Linked DNA regions of Mus musculus: all the other regions are linked to region 2. A link is a contact called in public Hi-C, HiChIP or PLAC-seq, capture Hi-C and promoter capture Hi-C data. All regions are on one chromosome and are shown on one strand. Each heading gives the region's core, a stretch centred on a gene start, on an enhancer-like site or on the middle of the called end of the contact. The rest is flanking DNA. Distances are from core to core; before and after follow the strand shown. Region 1 holds the start of Rfc5 (replication factor C (activator 1) 5). Region 2 holds the start of Prkab1 (protein kinase, AMP-activated, beta 1 non-catalytic subunit). Region 3 holds the start of Vsig10 (V-set and immunoglobulin domain containing 10). Region 4 overlaps Wsb2 (WD repeat and SOCS box-containing 2). Region 5 overlaps Vsig10 (V-set and immunoglobulin domain containing 10). Region 6 holds the start of Svop (SV2 related protein). Region 7 holds the start of Fbxo21 (F-box protein 21).

Region 1 (2,700 bases), core at 158-2,657, 1.4 Mb before region 2:
CATGTGCAATTAAGGCAGAGTTGCACACAATAAATTATAGGGAGCCAGTGGATACTCAGGTGAGGGTCTTCCGTGAGGGGATGTAAACGGTCAAAAAGTCCAGCTAAGGTAATTCTTTTGTAAGTGGACACAGCTGAACTCCCCCAGATGGCAGCTGCTTGACTCCAAAGGTAGTTAAGTACACCACCAGGCTGGCCATGAGCTGGATATGCAGTCAAGGATGATCTTGCGATTCAAACGGCCAAGCTTGACAGCTAAGTTCGATTCCCAGGACGTCTGCATAAGAAAGAAGACCAACTCTTGAAAATTGATGCACATGGCCTCCACATGTGCAGCGAGGCACACACAAATTAATTAAAGTTAGTTTTCTTTCGAGTTTTTAAGACAGGGTCTCACTATGTAGCCCTAGCTGTCCTAGAGGCCACTCTGTAGACCTTGAACTCACAGAGATCCATCTGCTTCTGCCTCCCAAGTACTCGAATTAAAGGCATACCTGGCTCAAAGTAAAAGCTAAAGATGAAAATAAAATTGGTCACCAGGCAAACGGTGAAGCTCACATTTAATTAATCCCTGCACTTGGGAGGTAGAGGCAGGTGGATCTCTGGGTTTGAGGCTAACCTGGCCTACAGAGTGAGCTTCAGGATAGCCAAAGATACAGAGAGAAACCCTGTCTCAAAACTAATCAAATAAATAAATAAACAAACAAACAAATAAATAAATAAAATTGGTCTGTAATCCTCTTACTGTAGGAGAAAATGCATTTGTGTGTATAAAACACAAATGTTTGTATGTATTTATATGAATATATGTATGCATGTATGTGTATATATGTAACTGTATTTATGTGTATATATGATTGAATGTGTATGTTCTGTGTGTATATATATGTGTGTGATATACATGTATATGTGAGTATATATGTATGCATGTATGTATGTATGTATGCGTATTAACTGTGTATTTGTGTATACTTGTGTGTATGTATCTGTATGTGTATGTGAGTGCAGGCGTATATCTGTTTATATGTATGTGAATGGGGATGTATGTATATGTATATTTGTAACTGTGTGCATACCTGTATATGTACGTGTGTCTCTGTGTGTGTGTTGCTGGTTATGGAACCGAGGTTGCACTGACCACACACCTTGCTGCTCCTTGCGGCTTGCCCCTGCACTGACAGGATCGGGCCCTGGTGAGGCCCGCGGTGGCTCTGGCTTCAGCGCGCGGTCACCCTGGACCTCGTGCGAGGAGGCTGAGACAGCCGACTCAGGCGGTAACTCCGCTGCAGGCCGGCGCCTAGGGTTACCTAGCAACCAGCACCTTAGCAACGGGGAGGAGGCGGGCCGGGGGACGGAAGCCGGAAGCCGGAGGCGAAGCCTCGCGAGGGTTGGTTTGCGCGCGGACTCCGAGTGCGGCGGGTCAGTGGCAGGGACCCGCAGCATCTGTCAGTCATGACGGCGGCCGCGCCTTCGCAGCAGCGGCCCGCGGCGGCCCGGGCCCGGAACCTGCCCTGGTAGGAGCGGCCCCACATCCCGCTTCCCGCTCTTCCTCCTAGGAGCTTTGCAGATCCTTCCCCGCTCCCGGCCTTGGCGCCGCAGCCGCTCCTCCGCTTCCATACCTGAACGGGCTCTGAGCTCAGCTTAGCCATCCTCGGGGTCCTCGAGCATCGCCTCTGCGCTCCGATGACCCTAATAAATTGATCCTGGGTTTCTTTAGAAAGGTTCCGAGGACGGAGGAGTGGGTAGGCTTGGTTGGATTCGAACTCGTGTCCGAATTCAGCGCTTGCACTCTATCCCCTCTTTATTTGCGGGGGAGGGACCGTAGCAGCGCACCCTGGTGGAGGTCAGAGGACAACTTGCAGGGACCTGATCTTCCACCCAGGGCCCCAGCGCCTGCATTCTGAATGGCCCTACAGCACCTTAGCGGTGTTTTAAATGAAGCAAGCCTAGCCATGCTTTCATTTTCTTTTCTTCTGGTCTATCCTGAGGAGGAAGACTTGTCTCAGGCCACACGGTATTTAAATTCTCAGGACTGGAGTCACAGACCGTGTGGCCTTTTGAGTCTGGCTTCTCGAACTCAAGGGTTTTCTGTTCTGTAGCATGGTTCAGCACTCGATTCCCTCTTGAAAGCCACATCATAAGTGGATTGCCCGTTCTCTTGCTTATAGGTATTTGAGTATGAGTTCCGTTTGCGCAGTCTCAGCGCTGTTGGTGAGGGGCAAGGGGGAGCTGTCCTGCCCACTGGAGGATGTTAGCAACCTCCTGACTCCTACTCAACAGATGCTGCTAACACCCATTGCACAGTTAATACAGATAACTGGCCTGACCGATGTCCCCTGGGGGGACAGAACAACTCCTGGTTGTGAGAGCCAGTGCTCTGTTCAGACGCGAAGGGTTTCTCTTCCTCTGCTGCTTAGGATGTGAAGGGGCTTCTTTGCATGTAACAGAACATGGCTTGAGTATATAGATTGTAACTTAACGGTGAATCCTATTTCAGGGTTGAGAAGTACCGGCCACAGACCCTGGCCGATCTCATTTCTCACCAGGACATTCTGAGTACCAGTAAGTATCTGTCTGTTGCTGCTGTCCTTGTGGAGGGTTGGGTCCATTTCGTGATGACGATGTCTCTGCTGGGTGACCCTTAGAGGATGCTCTGAGCCTTTATAGAACCGGCCATGTGTCGCCTTCTCCATAGTGTACC
Region 2 (2,700 bases), core at 1-2,500:
AGTAAGTTCCAGGACAGCCAGAGCTGTTACACACAGAAACCATGTCTCAAAAAACACACACAAAAACAGAATAACAAAAAAACCAAAACATATGTATGGGTAAATGTAAGACATGACCTAGAAAATCCAATGCAAAGCAAACAAACAAACCCCACAAGACAATGTTGTTGTTGTTTCTTTAAAGGCTGACTGTGAAGCTGAGATCGTTTTATTACAGCAGTCTGTACCTCTGCTGAAACACTAAGCCCTGATACATTTTACACATAATGTGGCCAATGTAGCCCCAAGGCTCTTGCAAAAAGACTTATCAATAGGCACTCAACTTGAAACAAACAACAGAACCCAACTGAGAACGTCAATTTCCCAGAAATCTTAGGTCTTTAAGTTTTCTCAAACACCTGGAAGATGGTCAGCATCCTCCATCCTTAGTCTACAGACAGAAATTACGATTTGGCCACTCTGGAGAGGCCTTCCTTTTGAAGGAGCCCTAGGTTGTCCTAATACATTCAATTGTGAGAGCCAGTGCATCTACGGGAGAGACTTAAACGTGAGGTTCTTTTGTTTTGTTTTGTTTTTTGTTTGGTTTTGGTTTTTTCGAGACAGGGTTTCTCTGTATAGCCCTGGCTGTCCTGGAACTCACTCTGTAGAACACGCTGGCCTCGAACTCAGAAATCCTCTGCCTCTGCCTCCCAAGTGCTGGGATTAAAGGCGTGCGCCACCAATGCCCGGCGCTTTCTCTTTTTTTCCCTTTTCTTCTTCTTGTTTGTTTTGTTTTGTTTTTACGATTATGTGTATGAATGCTCTGCCCTCCCGTATATGTGTGCACCGCCTTGGGCGCCGGGATCCCCTGGAACTTAAACTGCAAACAGTTGTGAGCCACCATGGAAGCGCCAGGACCCGAACCCGGGTACTCTGCAAGAGCAAGCGCTTGCTCCAAGCCGCCGTGGGTTTCGCGTTTCGTAATTCGAGTTACTGGAGAGTAACCAACTTGGAGTGAGGTGGTCGGCGCCATCCATGGCATTCTGGCATTCTCGCTCGCTCGCGCCTCCCGCTGGCCGCTACGAAGCTCGATCTGGTGGCAGCCCCGAACCACCCGCGACCGCTTCGCGCTGAGCAGCAGGGAAGAGGCGGAAACGGAACTGATGTCACCCTAACTCCGAGAGCGCTCCATCCCCAGTGACCACCCTTCCTTCCTTCCTTCGCTGGGCCCGGCCGGAAGCGGAAGTGGCTAAGGGGTGGAGGGGAGTTGCGGGAGGAGTGTCAGGTTACGCTCCGGCTCTGTTCGGAGTTCCAGTCGCGGTCGCCCGAGCCAGGTAAAGCGGAGCTCGGCGGGCGAGCGAGCGCGCGATCCGAGAGGGCGTGACTCGCGATCCCCGGGGGTCCGACCCGGCCTTTCCGGCTTCCTTGTGTCCCTGCAGATTCCCAGCCATGGGCAACACGAGCAGCGAGCGCGCCGCGCTGGAGCGGCAGGCGGGCCACAAGACGCCGCGGAGGGACAGCTCCGGGGGCGCCAAGGATGGGGACAGGCCCAAGATCCTCATGGACAGCCCTGAAGACGCCGACATCTTCCACTCCGAAGAGATCAAGGTGCTGAGTGGAGGGGCGTCGGAGCCCTCTTGACTCACGGGGAGGGTCCCCCTTTGCTGTAGTTCCCGCCACATTCCCAGCGTCACACCTTGGGGGGGGGCGGGGGAGGTGGCTCTGTCATAGCCCTCTTTGCCGTTCTGGGACTTGTGCCTAATTACCGATGGGAGGAGAGTCACCCTGGGCTTGGTTGAACATCATTAAGGAGAAAGCAGCTCAGGGACCGCGTTTGAGATCCTTAATTAATTAAGAGTCGAGCTAAACTGTAATTGAGCACCCGTGTCGACTTTTCTCTTCGGTGTAATTGATTGCGCGGCTTGGAGACACTTCAGGCCGACCGGCTTTTGCAAAAGTTGGGTTGGGAGTTCTAGTGTTCTTTTTGGCGGTAAAACGGGAGCACATACGTTAAGCTGGAAATGAAGTTGACTAGCTGACTGCCAGAGGTGTTTGGTTCTGACAGTTTCAGTCCACCCTGCTCACTTTATTTTAGATCCGGCAATTCCACTGGAGGAGGTCAGTGACCGAGAGTCACTCTGAACGCCAGCCAGCAGCTAATTACCCCCACTTCTCTCCCACGTTACTGAAATAATGCCTTGGACTTTAAGCAGACCAGAGCAAACAGATTTTTGCAGGCCAAGCTGAAAGTTCCTGCCTGAGCCACATTCTCTTAAAACCACAGTGAGGTGGCCAGTGCTTCCGGCTACAGGGCCCCAGTCCAAGGGCATTTGGTGATTCTAGGAGGAAAGAAGCTAATTGCTCAGAATAAACTACATTCAGGAACGTTGGCGCTCACCAGCCTGGTCTCTGTTACTTGCCGGGTTGCCAACTAATCCCCATTACTTAAACAGGCTAATTGCCTGGCCAGCTCACTCCGCTTTCACTCCCCCACCCCCACCCCCTAACTGGGCTACATAACCCACATTACTATTCTCCAGATCTTAATTTTGGGTCTGACTTTAAAAGAGCCTGCTTTTGCCAGGGAGTGGTGGCACAGCACTTTGATCCCAGCACTTGGGAGGCAGAGGCAGGCAGATGTCTGAGTTCGAGGCCAACCTGGTCAACAGAGTGAGTTCCAGGACAGCCAGGGCTACACAGAACACTTGTCTTGTGGCAGGA
Region 3 (2,700 bases), core at 3-2,502, 1.3 Mb before region 2:
ATCCATGGCCCAAAAAGACCGGGGGGATAACACAGCAAGAAAAAAGTGGAACAAATTTGGGGTCACATGTCCCACATAACACAGGCCACGGCCCAGTCTCTAGTGGGACAGCCTGTGTTGTCAAACTTTCAAATGTTTTCCTCCCACATAGTCAAGCAAACCTAGGTTACGGGAAATGGTACTGATTTTTACACGTAAACAAGTTATAAAAGCAAAATAGCTAAGTGAATTCGAAGCGCATAATAGTTAAGAACTATTGCCCCTTGCTGCCAGGGAGCTCAGAGATGACTGAAAAGCTTACTTCCTAAACGTACAAGGCTAGCAGGTGGGTGGGGTGGGTTTGGAAATTACCCACACCTCCTGGGTTTGTTTTCCCCCACCCCAACCCCATATCGAAATGTTCCTACACTGTAGGAATTCGCGAGCGAGTTAAACTCAAACATCCTTTTCTAATCTATATGTTTTGCTAAGCACACTCCCCCCCCCGCACGCGCGCGCGCGCGCCTCTTCCCACCCCCCAACCCAAACCCCCTCGCGCGGTACTTTTCTGCAACAACGCTAGGTAGATGAGCTACAATAAGACCATTCGCCACCTATATCTCGTAGCGGGGGGGGGCGGGGGTGGGGGGGGTAATCTTTGGTCAAGTCTGAAATGACTTCAAAAGAAAAAGTAAGAGGAGAAGAGAAAAGGAATGGAAGAGGAAAAAGGCGCGGCTTGGAACGCACGGGTCGGCTCAGGTAAACTCACTCCGGGAGGGCGTAAGGAAGCAACTCCGTAATTTACAGGTGTAAGGCCGGGTCAATCTGGGAAGCGGGGAGACAGTGAGATGGACACAAATGGAAGCTTACAGCGAGGTGCGCCGATGCGGCGGGCAAAGCCAGAACACGGAGTTAACAACGAAAAGGGAAGGGGTGGGGGATCGCTTTCCCCTCCACGTGCCCCTCGGTGGGTCCTGCCGCACGTTTATTGCGGGGGCTTTAGGGTCCCCGGGTTGGGGGTGGCAAGTCCCTTACCTGCGGAGCCCTGGCGGGCCAGCAGCGCCCCGAGGCACAGCAGGACGCGGAGTCCGGCCATGGCTCCAGAGATCTACTCCTGGGAAAGCGCGCAGCTCGGGGTGCACGGGGCTCCTAGGACTCCCCGGCCAGCGGCGAGGGGCTCCCCGGCTAGGATGCTCCCGCCGAACCCCGACGATCGCCTCTGGGGCACGCGCCCCGCCCCTGCGCCCAGCCCGCCCGACTGGCGGAAAACAACAGCCGCTGGCCCCCTCCCGCCTCTCCGGCAACTTCCTCCACCTTGACCGGGAGGAGGGCCTTGTGCGACGATCTCAGTCCCGCGGGGCCTGGGAGGTAGCGGCCGTGAGCGCTGGCCCGCCGCTGCGGGACGCACTCCCCGGCCTTGCACTGAGCGCGGGCTGCCGGGCACCCGGCTACGTCCCAGCCCTGCGGCTCTATCGCGCTTGTCATCTGGGTTCTCCGGTGCAGGGGCGGGCCACAGCGCCGCCATCGCTCAGAGCCCAGGGAAAGATGATCCCGCGACCGTCCGGCCAAAAGCAACCACGAGACTCGGGTTCTCGAATGAACTTGGGTCGAGACCACACGAGAAGAGCGAGTTTCGTTTTCAGGTGCTCCCACAGCAGACCCTCTTGGTCTCCCCAACCCCCATCCTGGCAGAGCCCCGGAGCGCCACATTTCCGGGCTCAGCTTTCTGGCATCCCGATTCTGTGTCCTGGTGGACACCGCCACAGCTGGGCCCTCGGGAGGATCTGCCCTTGAAAGGGCTCAGAGAGAAAACTTCGTGTTCAAAACAAGGATGTAGTCATCGCTGTGGAATCTTCACTGTGGGCTCTGGGAGGTGGGCGTCCCTCGGCTCAAGTTCTCCGAGTCTTTTTGTGAGTTTATAAAATATTGGGACGGCTAAGGATGACATTCAGGGGTATAGCGCCTGAGCCCAGCCCTGGATTCTATCTCCAGCACCGCCAAACCAAAGTAAAATATGGAGAAAAGGCTAAAATGGAAATTGGAAAAAAAAAAAAAAAAAAAAAAAGAAATCACAGAAAACCTCACTGTCCTAAGGTAAGGTTTCCTAGAGAGAACTGCCTTGATTCCATAAACACGAGGGAGTTTATTCGGATCGAGCCCTGCCTCCTTAGGGCCACGCACCTAGTTGTCACCTAGGCTATATTAAATAAATGAATGTGCATGGTAGTTTGACACAGCATTTGACTCAGTCTTCTACCTTTGAGGCAGTCCTCCTGCCTCAACTTTCCACATGCTGGGATCAGAGGTACAACCATGCCACTCTGGCTATCTTAAGTTAGTTGGTTTTGATGATACTTGAGCGCTCCAGACCAACTTTCTAGTCCTAAGTCAACAAGCTGATCGTAGAAAGCATCGTGGCTAAGACTCTGGAATGTTCTGGAACCTTGATGGTGCACAGAGAGGGAAATTTCATGGAGCAGGCCCAGGGCACTTGCTGAGTTAACCACAGAGTTCCTGCAACCCTTAGACCAGAGACACCATTCAGTCCCTTTTTACTCAGCTGGAGTTGCCAAGATGAGTTTGTTATAGGGAAAACCAGGACTAGATTCTGCTTAATCCAACCCCAGGTCCACATCTGTGACCATATTCCAATGTTGTCACATTTTCCAGGACCACTAAGGCCAAGGGGACATAGGTCTGTACGTTTGAGCATCACACAGA
Region 4 (2,700 bases), core at 3-2,502, 1.3 Mb before region 2:
AGGTCAGATACCCCTAGCAAGAATATGATGGTGGCAGTACCAATAACTTATGAAATGCAAGACACAACAGGAGATCCAGAAATAAATACGCATAGCTTTAAATAAATATGAAAGTTTAAATAAACATGCAAACTATGCAGCCTGGGGCCATAGCTGTGTGACAGGGCACTTACACAGAGGCCTGGTCCAAGGTCCAGCACAGGACAGAATACCTCACTGTCCAACCAGACTTTAACCACAGTAAACAAGTCACTAGGAACAGCTGTGTACTCGCTTCTGAGACAGTCCCATGGGTCATGTCACATACTGCTCTACTGTACATGCCTCTCTCGTGTAATACGGCACCTATAATACATGCACACAGCAGCCGTGATCGCACGCAGCGGTGTGGCTTCTTTTTCTGTTTGTACTGTTTTCAGTAGGGATGGAACCCAGAGACTCACACGCTCAGGAAGGAGGCCCTCACGCTGAGCTAAGCTGCAGCCTATCCCAGGGCCTGGCTCAGTGGCTCGGGCTACTCCCTGCCTCAGCCTCACCAGCAGCTGTAGTGACAGGGGCACTGCCATGCCTAGATGCTTTGAAAACAAGTCATCTGCTTGCACTACACCAGACTATCATTCTTCAATACCCGCGCTACCTCCCCAGACCAGTGATTTCCCATTTAACACACTAGTGAATACATTTCTTGTTTTGGTGAATGACACAGAAAAAAACCCTAACATTCCAACAGCCCTTCCCAGTTTTACTGATTATAAAGAGAAGGCTGTACTTGCCTGCAATGATGTAGGTAATTGAGAGTAAGAGTACTCTAGAGGAAAATAACAACAACAACAACAAAAAGACTTTTCAGACAATAAGCCAAACCTAGACTCAAACCCAGATACAAAGAATCTCTGGCTCTAGTTAGGAAATGTACCACATCCATAGTGAGTGACGCTGCCCTTCCCTTCCTGTTATAGAAGAACCTCACCCAACTCACTTGTCAGGGTGAAGCCACTCAGGAGGCAGCCCACCACCAGTCACCTCAGAGCCCCCACCCCCACTTTGGACAGTCCAAGGATTCGAGGGAGTTAGGTTCCAGGAAATAGGGACTGTGTAACTCATACCTTCCTCCCCAGCAGTGTGGGGCTGTCCCAGGACAAGCAGGACTCTTGGTGGCATTACCAGTATCAAGGCAACAGCTCCCCACGAACTGTACCTAAGCATCACGGAGGAGAGATGCCAGGAGCCTCCAGAACAAGTCTGATGTACTTCTGTGTTCTCTGCCTCTGTTCAGTGCCAACTGAAGACAATGTACAATGACTACATGCAGACAGGCTCAATCAATCGATCAATCCAGACTCAACTGAATAAATAAATAACTCAGAACAGAAGGAAGACACATCAACCAGGAGAAACACTGGCACCACAGCAAACTACAAACTAGGTTAGAAAACCAAGGGGAAAAAAAACAAACAGAAAGGAAACAAAGACCCAGTTAGAAAATGGCCAGAGATCGGAGGAGGAGGAAGAATTCCCTGAAGGAAGGACTCAGAGATCCATTAGCACAGGAAAAGGCTCCGAAGGTAGCAGGAAGGAAATGCAAATCAGACTCCACCTCACACCAGGAGAGCCAGGCAGGAACACAGTGACCACCAGTGTCCAGTGTCTCAAGGAAGCCTCCAATTTCAAATCTGAAGAACTAGGTCACAGAGAACTGTACCACCACTGTGACAAACAGCCTCCACTCCCTCAGTCCAACACTGGACGCACACGCCTCCGCAGATGTGTCCAAAAACATTCAGAGCAGAGAAAATAAAATAAAAAAACCTGTCAATTGAGTCTGGCATCTCACACCAGTACAATGTCACTGCGCAGGAAACAGAAGTGAACGGTGGTGAGCGCACGCACACGTGTACACACGTGCACACACACACACACACACACACACACACACACACACACACACACACACACACACACACACACAGAGCCAGGCACTATTTGTAGCTGTGTTGAGAGAGTCCCATGCAGAAACATCCAAGTAAAAAGCCCTTGACAGGTGAGCCCACAGTGAGGGCACAAAACACAGTAGTTGCCAGGTCAAAGCCATGGAGGACAATGGAGACAGGTGTCTCTCTGAGGAAGTGACAGTGCTCGAGAACGGATTCTGGTAGCAGGTGCACAGCTCTGTAGATTTTCTTTGAGGTGGAGTTACACCTAGTGCAGGCTCTCCTCCACCTGGTGGTCCTCTTGCCTCCAGCTCCCTAGTACTGATTACAGGATCACCGAGCACAGCTAGTGCTATATATTTCACGTGGACAACCTGTATGGGGTATCACTTCTAGCTCAATAAAGCTGTTCAAAGATTCAGGCCAACACACTCTCTACAGACCCGGTTCCCTGTGTCCAGACTGTGGGGTGCTCGGTCCTCACGAGCAAGCCCTCAGCTGTTCAGACTTTGCCCACCTAATCTTGGAAAAGACTCCCAAAGAGTAGGGAGCAGCCTGGGAAAGTGCCCAGCTCCCTGCCACGGGCCTCCTACGTTCCCCATGGTAGAAAGACTTACAACTGTTCCTCTAAGGGCCAGGGGACCAGCTTGACCACGCAGTGTCCTTGAGACCAGGCGAACCAGGAACCGTCTGGCGAGAAGGCCACGCTCCAGGTCTCACAGCTTGACTTCCAGTCGAACTGGTGGGGGCGCCCAGGCTTGAGTTCAGC
Region 5 (2,700 bases), core at 104-2,603, 1.3 Mb before region 2:
AGAGAGAAAAGAAGAGAGGGGTAAGCACCAGACACACTGGTTCCGTTTCAAGAGTTTTCAATCCAACCGAGGAGGAAATAACTCAATAGCCTGAGGCCCTGAGATCAAAGTCAAATGCCTAAGAAGCCAGACATTGCTGTATGTACCTGGGACCCTATCATTAAGGGTGTGCGACCCATGGAGCCTAGGAGCTTGCTAGCCAGCCAGCCTAGCCAAAGGGGTGAGCATCCAGTACACACAGACCCTGTCTCAAGCCAGTACAGCAGTCAGAAAGGAAGACAAGGTCAGGCTCCGGCCTCTGCATGGACACACACGGGCACACACAACCACACGCTCCCGTGCACACAACACATACACATACAGAGCCAATAATAAAGGTATAGCTAAATATTAAAAAGAAAAATTAACACTGACAAAGCACGACCATCTAAGAAACATCCTAAGTGTCTCTTCCTTAAGTGCCCCGTTATCACCCACAGTGTGCAACGCAGCTTTATAAGATGAGGCACGCCCTTTTCCCTTTCTGCCACCGCCATGCCATGCAGACTGAGGAAGACCCGGAAACACCGGGGCCACGGGAGCCACGGCCACGGCCACATCGGTAAGCACCGCAAGCGGCCTCGGGAATGCTGGAGGCATGCGTCACCGCAGGGTCAACTTTGACAAATATCACCCAGGTTACTTTGGGAAAGTTGGTATGAGGCATTACCACCTGAAGAGGAACCAGAGTTTCTGCCCAACAGTCAACCTGGATAAACTGTGGACGTTGGTCAGCAAGCGGACGCGGGTCAATGCGGCAAAAAACAAGACTGGAGCCGCTCCCATCATTGATGTTGTGCGATCGGCTACTACAAAGTTCTGGGCAAGGGAAAGCTCCCTAAGCAACCTGTCATCGTGAAGGCCAAATTCTTCAGCAGAAGAGCTGAAGAGAAGATTGAGGGTGTTGGAGGTGCCTGTGTTCTGGTGGCTTAAAAGCCACGTTAATTAAATGCTAACGTTTTCCATGGGGGGGGGGGTGAAGATGGGGCATTTAGGTGGAAGCTGGGCACGGAGTTTTCTTCCCACCCACAGCTTTTTAAAGTTCTATTTGTTCATTTTAAAGCGTTCGGGCGTTTTGCCTGCAGGGATGTCTGTCTGTGCACAACATGCACGACCCGTGTTCAACGATACCAAAAGAGAGAGTCTGGGATGGCCTAGAACTGAAGTTACAGACTGTTGAGAACCGCCATGTGGGTGCCAGGAATCAAACGCTGATTCTCTGCGAGAGTAGCTAATGCTCTTTACTGTTTGGTCATCTCTCCAGCCCCGCCCATTACTGCTTCGTCATCTCTCCAGCCCCGCCCATTACTGCTCGGTCATCTTTCCAGCCCCGCCCACCGCTTGGTCATCTCTCCAGCCCCGCCCACTGCTTGGTCATCTCTCCAGCCCCGCCCACAGCCTTTTCTTAAGCACGGGAACTCAACGGGATCTTACCCTTCCACCAGAAAGCCGGGCTGTAATACAGAGTGAGGCCTGAAACAACGGCCAGTCCCAGCAGGAGGAGGCTCACCACAGTGCCCACGATGCCCCCGATGTTCAGCGGTTCTGTGAAGAGATCACGCCACAAACCTTTTCGATTGATCGTCCAAAACCTCTCCCCTCTTTTGGCCAAATCCACCTCTTGTCTCATCTTGGTTTCATGTCCACAGAACCCCTCCAAAAATCAAACTCAGGTAGATAGAATTTACAGAGTCAGACCAAGCATAGAACATCAAAGGACAATGCAGAGTTAGGGCACTCTATGGACCAGACCCTAGGTCCTTTCCAAGGCCCCAGTCAGAGTGGGCGTTAGTACCACAGTGAACATGGTGATCAATGGACCAGGACTGCAGGGCAGTGGACCATGCCACCAGACAGAAAACCAGGTAAAGTTGAGCGGATTCAGGAACCCCAGTGTGATGGTTTGAAAATACTTGGCCTAGGGAGTAGCACTATTTGGAGGTGTGGTCTTGTTGGAGTAGGTGTGTCACTGTGGGCATGGGCTTTAATGCCCTAGTCCTAACTGCCTGGAAGCCAGTATTCTGCTAGCATCCTTCAGATGAAAATGTAGAACTCTTAGCTCTGCCTGCACCATGCCTGCTTAGCTGCTGCCATGATCCTGCCTTGATAATGGACTGAACCTCTGAGCCTGTAAGCTAGCCCCAACTAAATGTTATCCTTATAAGAGTTGCCTTGGTCACAGTGTCTGTTCACAGCAGTAAAACCCTAATAAGGCACCTAGCAATTCTCATAATTGAAAACAGTAGGTGTTTAGAGCTATTCCTGGCCTGAAACACGTGACCACGACATCCCGCTGAGAGGACTGTGACAGTCACAAGGGGACAACACCTGAAGTCCTTCCTCATGCAGATGAGGCATCCTTAACATCCCAGGCTGAGTCAACAGAAAGCATCTGCCTTTAGACCCTAGCCATCCCCGAAATATTTATGAGATCCTACCCACAGAGGAATAACGTGCACAAGTTATTTCACCAAAGAGGGACTCAGGGTGCCTGTCATGTAGAGCTGTATCATTCCTGGGAAGAGTTTTCTCACCCAAGACTTTTGAAGCTGGACCTCGACTGGCTCAACCATCCCGGTATCTAAGCCTGACTGCAGCCACTTCCTGCTCGGTGGCCCTGACCTTGGCCCCTAGCTGCCAGCTGCATCTTGCTGCCTGCCA
Region 6 (2,700 bases), core at 100-2,599, 1.9 Mb after region 2:
TCTCTGTAAGTATATGCATGTGCATGAGGCACACATACTATAAGTGCAGTCAAACAGCCATACACATACTATAAATATAAAGGTGGTGGGGGCTGGAGAGATGGCTCAGCAGCTAAGAACACTTGCTGCTCTTCCAGACGGCCTGTATCAGGGGCCTGAAACTCAAAGACTAGGGAATCAAATACCCTCTCCTGGCTTCTAGAGGTACCCTACTCCCCCAACAGGCATGAACATATATACGTACACACACATACACAGAACTTATAAAACATTAGGAAAGAACGTTCCTCTCTTCCTTCTGTCCCTGTGATCCTCCATCCAGTCATGGCTCTTGTCCATGGGAAGCATGGAAGTCACCATCTTGGAAGGTGAATATTTTTCTCCTTTCTCCACTTATTCACACCAGAGCCTGGAGTTCTCTAGGCTTCTGAGGAGCTATTTAAATGTACAGACAGCAGACCCACACCCAGGGGGCTTCATGGTCTTGGATGGAGTCAACTGATTATGCACAACTCTCTCTCTCTCTCTCTCTCTCTCTCTCTCTCTCTCTCTCTCTCTCTCTCCCAACAGCATCTCACCTCGTAGCCCTATCTGGCCCGGATCCCACAGAGATTCACCTGCCTCTGTCTCCAACTGCTGGGGATCCAAGTTGTGTACCACCATGCCTGGCTTGTTTAACTTTTGAGATGTGGTTTGATATGTGCCCCATCTGTCCCCAAGCTTTCTGGTAACCCAGGCAGCCTTTGAACTCACGATCCTCCTGCTTCGCCCTTCCTGTGCCACCACACCCAGGCATGATGGATGTTCACCCAGCATGCTCTTATGTGTCAGGCACATGCCTCTGGGCACTTGAGATGCATTTGAGAAAATTCAAGGAGCTCAAGGGAGGGTGGAGAATCTTCATTCAAAGGGAAGGGCATCAAGGCAGGGACTCTGCTGTTTACTTCTGAATCACAGGCCGCAAAGATCACAACGCTGGCTGAGTAACTGAGTTACCCTTCCGCCTTCTAGCCTTCAGTACCCAACAGGATCCTTTTCTGGGCCCTCAGCTCTGTGATAACAATCTTTTCAAACTGTTCTGCCATCAGCGTGCTACAGTGCCTGGTGGCACCTAATAGGTGCAGTGTAATACGTGGAGTACATTTCCAGAAATCTATACTCCGTTCTAGAGCTTAAGCTTCCGGGACATCAAACGGACATTAATCAATTCGTACAAATACTCAGGGAGGGAGGCTTCTTCTGGACGGTCGGGGTGTCCCGCAGACACCCCAATCAGAGGACCGTGGGCTCCTGGGAGCAGCAGGGCTCGCCCCGCCCCCTCCACCGCGCAGCCCTCCCCTCGTCCTCCGCCCACTCCTGTCGGTCTCCCGGCGGTGGCAGCGGCTGGCTTTGTCTCCCGGGCAGGGCTCCCTCCCCCAGCAGCTAGCTGCCCAGCGAGGAAGCGGTAGAGCTGTCCAGCATCCCGGTGCTGAAAGCCGGAGCACCGGCCCTTGCTCCACCATGTAAGGGTCATGCCCAGGCTCGCCCTGGCGCACCGCGGACATGGAGGAGGATCTGTTCCAGCTCAGGCAGTTGCCGTGAGTACCGCGGGGGGCGAAGGGAGGCTGGCAGGGCGCCCTTTAGAAGAGCAAAGCCTGCAGGGGTGCATCCCCGCACGGCCTCTTGGATTGGAAAATGCTGTTACAGACGGAAGAATTGGGCCTGGAGGAGACAAGCCATTTTCTCAGCCCAGCTTCTGTTTCTCATTCATTTCCCTACCCCCCCCCCCCCAAGATCTGTCAGGACCTTGTGGGAATCCTTAGTTTCTGTGTTTTCCCTTGGAAATCGCTCTCAACCCCGAAGGGGGTTTGAGGTCTAGGCTGTGAGAATGCATTGGATGCTGTTTGGAAATGTGGGCTGAATTGACAAGGGCTGACATCTGTCCCTTTCCAGCCTTTCTCCTATACTATGCAATTCCTGATTTTTCCCCCCTACAAGGTCTTTCGGAAAGGAACGGTGTGAGGTTGCAAACTGCTTTCTAAACAGCACGTATGCTTTCCTAGAGGAGAGGCTGTTTGTGTAGCACGTGAATGAGACGGCTTGTGAGTCCTGGCTTGAGACTCTTGTCTTCTGAATGAAAGGTTGGGGGGGGGGTAGCTAGCTGGAGTATGCTTTGGCTTGGACACACCAGGAATGCATTCCTTTGAGGTTGGAAAATTTCTGGGGATACCTACTTCACTGAGAATCTTGTGGGAACCACAGAGAGGCAGTGGAAAAGACAGAGAGGCCTTCAGAGGTATTTACAGATAGCTTTCCTGCCACAGCAATGGTGTTTTGTTAAAGCAAATTCCAGGATTCCCGTTTTAATTTTTAACTGGCAGGTGGAAGTCAATTCTGCTTGGGTCTGTTGAGAAGGACTGGGTATTGTTAGCATGTGTAACTTTAAAAATGGTGTGCCCCCCCAAACCTCAAGCCACGGAGGAACCCTCTCAAGTGACTTTTAGTGTGACTGGTCTGGCTCTCTGAGACTCTTGAGTGTTTGTGGGGGTTGCCATATTTACTTCTCAATTCGGTCAAATTATTTTTCATTACACAGCTTTCAGGAATTAAAATTGTACTTTTACGCTTCTGTTAATAGATCCATAAATACCCCCCAACTAATGACAGCTTCATTTCACGATGCTAAAGGGTACCCGCTTCTAATACCCCAAAGCAAAAAAT
Region 7 (2,700 bases), core at 151-2,650, 2.0 Mb before region 2:
CTCTTATAAGCATGCAAGCAAAGGGCTGTGTGAGCAGTGAAAAGGGAAATAGGAACAAGAGCTGAAAAGCTATGGCAGGCACACACGAACGAGCGCGTGCGCGCACGAACACACATACACACACACACACACACACACACACACACACACAGAGCATGACCAAGCCTGATGCTTACGTGCTCTGAAAAGAACCGCTTGGAGAAGGAAGCTACAATCTTCCGGGCTTCTAACCCAGCTTTCTGCCGAACTTTATATTCCTCTAACCAATTGACGTAGTCGGTGGGGCTGTAGTGCTTCATCAGGGAGGGCCACCTATAAGGGGGGGGGGGGGAGAGAAAACACCCTTTCTCAGCTCCGCAGAGACTGCAAAAAACCACGGAGGAGTCTGCGGGCAAGGGGGGGGGGGTGGACTTGGCAGAGGCTCTAGTTGCAATAATCATAGCGTATGCAATGCATTCCCTCACTACTCAGATGCAGTGACCTTGGCGTGGCGACACGAAAGGCAGCGTTTCTACCACCAGTAGCCGCCGCCCCCCCTCCGCCCCCCAATCTCTGCGCTGGCCACAATCACAGTGATGCTAACGGTTCTCGTGGATGGCGCGCCTCCCTCAGCATCAGGCCCTGCAAACCCGGGCCTCATCTTATTTGATTCCCCATAATGGGAAAAAAAAAAAAAGGAGGGGGGGTCTCATCACCGACCAGGAGACCCAGGCTCTGGAGAAGGGAGGTGGACCGACATCACCCCCTCCACCCCCAAGGTCACGAGCTGGACTGGCAGGTCCGATGCCGGCATCCTAAGGAGCTAGCCAGGAATGCACGCACCGCTGCTTTGCCTGCACGTCAACATCCTGCAGCGGCCACAAAAGATGCGCCTCCTCCTGCAGCCGGGAGGCGCGTGAAGGCCGCAGCCCCCCGGGGCGGAGCGCTCCGGAGGCCCCGGCCTCGGGCGGCTGCCGCGACCCCATCGGAGCTCCGGAGGGGGCCCCCCGGGCTGCAGGCAGGCCTTTGTCTGCGGCCGCGGGAAGAGGGCGGCGCGCGGCCCGGAGGCCCGGAGGGTGGCGGGGTGGGGCCCCACGCGAGGCCCGGCGCCGAGGGGCTCTGCGGGTCCCGGGAACGGGATGCTCGCTCACCTCACCCGGAACTGCTCCTTCCACACCTGCCCGCTGCTCTGGCACACCTCGCGCAGGCGGCGGCAGGTGCTGGACACGCGGCCGATGTCCAGCGCCGTGAGCGAGCCGCTGCACAGGATGTACTCCAGCACCTCGCCCGGCAGCTGCACCAGGCAGCTGGGGCCCGTCGCCTCAGCCGCGGCCTCCTCGGCCAGCGCCGGCACCACCTCCATAGCGCTGTCCCCCGCTACCGACGCCATCTTGTCCGCGTACCTGAGGGGGCCGCTGTGCGGGCGGGCGCGCGCGCGATAGGAGCCTAAGAAGCCGTACCACGCCCTCAGGGGGAGTGGCTGGGAACGCCCCGCCCACGCCAGGGGGTCCCGCCCACTCCGCTTGGAGGACTGGGAAGAGCCAGAGGCGAGAGCTGGCTGCTGCTGCAGAGATAAATGGTCCTTTCGCGTCCTGATTCTCCCAGGGGCATTTTTAAAAATGATAGCTGGGTGCTCGTCTTCGGCAGCGCAGATACTAAAACTGGAACGATGCAGAGATTTGCATGGATGCTGCGCCTAGGATGACACGCAAATTCGGGGAGGCGGTGGCACCTTTGATCTCCGCATTTAGGAGGTGGAAGTAGGCAGATCTCAGAGTTCGAGGCTAGCCTCAGCTATAGAGCGAGTTCCATGACAGCCAGAGATACACAGAGAAACCCTGTCTCGAAAATAAATATATCGAGGTTGCCCGGGCAGTGGTGGCGCACGCCTTTAATCCCAGCACTTGGGAGGCAGAAGCAGGTGGGTTTCCAAGTTCGAGGCCAGCCTGGTCTACAGAGTGAGTTTCAGGACAGCCAGGGCTACACAGAGAAACCCTGTCTCGAAAAACAAAACAAAACAAAACAAAATTGCCCTTTGGCCTTCACCTTCTCGATGGGACATGAGTCCACATAGACAATAACTAAAAGTTAAAAATGACTATGGTGGCTTACTTCCTAATTCCCAGCTCTCAGGAGACCGAGGCACGCAGATCAAAAGTTGGGCTATCTATATTAAGATCCGATCTCAAAAGCAATTTGAGACAGAGTCTGATGTAGTCCACTCTGGTCTTGAATTATGTATTGGAGAAGGACCTTGAGTTTCTGGCCCCCCTGCCTTTACCTCCCATAGCTTGTATTAAAGGCATACACCACCAAGATGTACTTCAGAGGTGGTAGTGCGGGGGTGAAACCCAGGGCTTGGTGCCGGTTAGCCATGCACTTTACAGCCATGCCATAGTCCCAAAATTAAGCTGTTGAAAATGGCTATCTTATACCAAGCACTTCCTGGAAGTGATTTGGCCTTCTCCACGGGTGACTCACTCTCCACTGGGTACTGAGGCAAGCATACTATTTGTTTTTGGGGACCCCTATTTCTAGCTCTATGATGGTGTGGAGAATAGTAGTAACCCCTGAATCTATGTCCTGATTTGAAGCAGGTCGAAGTATCGTGGGGAGCTCTCCTCTGTGTGACTGGGCTCCTTCAAGCCGCTGATCCCTTTGACTCTGCCTCCCAAAATGCTGAGTGTGATTTTAGAGGTGTTCATGGTGTCTGCTTTTAAT

Evidence for each region. Promoter capture Hi-C pulls out the DNA fragments that hold promoters and counts their contacts. Hi-C and Micro-C count contacts between places; a contact is called where the count stands out from the background. HiChIP or PLAC-seq counts read pairs in DNA pulled down with a chosen protein or histone mark. Capture Hi-C pulls out chosen DNA fragments and counts their contacts.
Region 1: a contact with region 2 is called in a Hi-C map of CD8 T cells, with 5 times the contacts expected there. The contact joins the promoter of Rfc5 here to the promoter of Prkab1 in region 2. A contact is called at or near these places in 7 of 39 promoter capture datasets (the 3T3-L1 cell line, the C10 cell line, hippocampal neurons and 3 more), 1 of 15 datasets of contacts at CTCF or cohesin (large pre-B cells), 7 of 484 Hi-C or Micro-C datasets (CD4 T cells, CD8 T cells, the G1E-ER4 cell line and 2 more), 9 of 115 datasets of contacts at active chromatin or transcription factors (the 230-238 cell line, the SCID.adh cell line, embryonic forebrain and 5 more) and 1 of 9 other capture datasets (adipose tissue).
Region 3: a contact with region 2 is called in a capture Hi-C map of embryonic stem cells, with 4 times the contacts expected there. The contact joins the promoter of Vsig10 here to the promoter of Prkab1 in region 2. A contact is called at or near these places in 4 of 39 promoter capture datasets (the C10 cell line, hippocampal neurons and liver), 2 of 15 datasets of contacts at CTCF or cohesin (large pre-B cells and pro-B cells), 3 of 484 Hi-C or Micro-C datasets (the G1E-ER4 cell line and adipose-derived mesenchymal stem cells), 9 of 115 datasets of contacts at active chromatin or transcription factors (T-cell acute lymphoblastic leukemia, astrocytes, embryonic forebrain and 5 more) and 3 of 9 other capture datasets (adipose tissue, embryonic stem cells and liver).
Region 4: a contact with region 2 is called in a Hi-C map of the AML12 cell line, with 2.7 times the contacts expected there. The contact joins the enhancer-like site here to the promoter of Prkab1 in region 2. A contact is called at or near these places in 2 of 39 promoter capture datasets (hippocampal neurons and liver), 1 of 15 datasets of contacts at CTCF or cohesin (large pre-B cells), 4 of 484 Hi-C or Micro-C datasets (the AML12 cell line, the G1E-ER4 cell line, bone marrow-derived macrophages and 1 more) and 7 of 115 datasets of contacts at active chromatin or transcription factors (the 230-238 cell line, astrocytes, embryonic forebrain and 3 more).
Region 5: a contact with region 2 is called in an H3K27ac HiChIP or PLAC-seq map of differentiating embryonic stem cells, with 5 times the contacts expected there. The contact joins the enhancer-like site here to the promoter of Prkab1 in region 2. A contact is called at or near these places in 2 of 39 promoter capture datasets (hippocampal neurons and liver), 1 of 484 Hi-C or Micro-C datasets (liver) and 12 of 115 datasets of contacts at active chromatin or transcription factors (the 230-238 cell line, T-cell acute lymphoblastic leukemia, astrocytes and 8 more).
Region 6: a contact with region 2 is called in a promoter capture Hi-C map of liver, with 2.7 times the contacts expected there. The contact joins the promoter of Svop here to the promoter of Prkab1 in region 2. A contact is called at or near these places in 2 of 39 promoter capture datasets (liver and pre-B cells).
Region 7: a contact with region 2 is called in an H3K4me3 HiChIP or PLAC-seq map of pro-B cells, with 17 times the contacts expected there. The contact joins the promoter of Fbxo21 here to the promoter of Prkab1 in region 2. A contact is called at or near these places in 2 of 39 promoter capture datasets (both in liver) and 4 of 115 datasets of contacts at active chromatin or transcription factors (astrocytes, embryonic forebrain, large pre-B cells and 1 more).

What each region holds. Positions count from the first base shown.
Region 1 is chr5:117,387,730-117,390,429 of GRCm38.p6, reverse strand. Rfc5 (replication factor C (activator 1) 5) reads left to right here and starts at 1,407. Exons shown (of 11, transcript NM_028128.1): 1 at 1,407-1,513; 2 at 2,497-2,561. The coding sequence starts at 1,452. Gm15728 (predicted gene 15728) reads right to left here and starts at 1,308. Exons shown (of 2, transcript NR_166496.1): 1 at 1,145-1,308; 2 at 1-276.
Region 2 is chr5:116,022,978-116,025,677 of GRCm38.p6, reverse strand. It overlaps Prkab1 (protein kinase, AMP-activated, beta 1 non-catalytic subunit), which reads left to right and starts at 1,250. Exons shown (of 7, transcript NM_031869.2): 1 at 1,250-1,587. The coding sequence starts at 1,429.
Region 3 is chr5:117,317,818-117,320,517 of GRCm38.p6, reverse strand. It overlaps Vsig10 (V-set and immunoglobulin domain containing 10), which reads right to left and starts at 1,252. Exons shown (of 10, transcript NM_001033311.3): 1 at 1,015-1,252. The coding sequence starts at 1,075.
Region 4 is chr5:117,363,608-117,366,307 of GRCm38.p6, reverse strand. Wsb2 (WD repeat and SOCS box-containing 2) reads right to left here. Exons shown (of 9, transcript NM_021539.5): 2 at 2,549-2,700. Among named protein-coding and RNA genes, the nearest start is that of Wsb2, 7.7 kb to the right of the region's middle. Within about 2 kb of position 1,252, at least 40 of the 459 cell types and tissues checked have an H3K27ac peak or open chromatin away from gene starts, as enhancers often do. A contact at or near this core is called in the AML12 cell line and liver, where this site is marked.
Region 5 is chr5:117,347,179-117,349,878 of GRCm38.p6, reverse strand. It overlaps Vsig10 (V-set and immunoglobulin domain containing 10), which reads right to left. Exons shown (of 10, transcript NM_001033311.3): 7 at 1,474-1,584. It also overlaps the pseudogene Gm15727. Among named protein-coding and RNA genes, the nearest start is that of Gm42012, 8.3 kb to the left of the region's middle. Within about 2 kb of position 1,353, at least 65 of the 459 cell types and tissues checked have an H3K27ac peak or open chromatin away from gene starts, as enhancers often do. A contact at or near this core is called in differentiating embryonic stem cells, where this site is marked.
Region 6 is chr5:114,090,029-114,092,728 of GRCm38.p6, reverse strand. It overlaps Svop (SV2 related protein), which reads left to right and starts at 1,349. Exons shown (of 16, transcript NM_026805.1): 1 at 1,349-1,577. The coding sequence starts at 1,543.
Region 7 is chr5:117,975,470-117,978,169 of GRCm38.p6, reverse strand. It overlaps Fbxo21 (F-box protein 21), which reads right to left and starts at 1,400. Exons shown (of 12, transcript NM_001346588.1): 1 at 1,131-1,400; 2 at 177-312. The coding sequence starts at 1,369.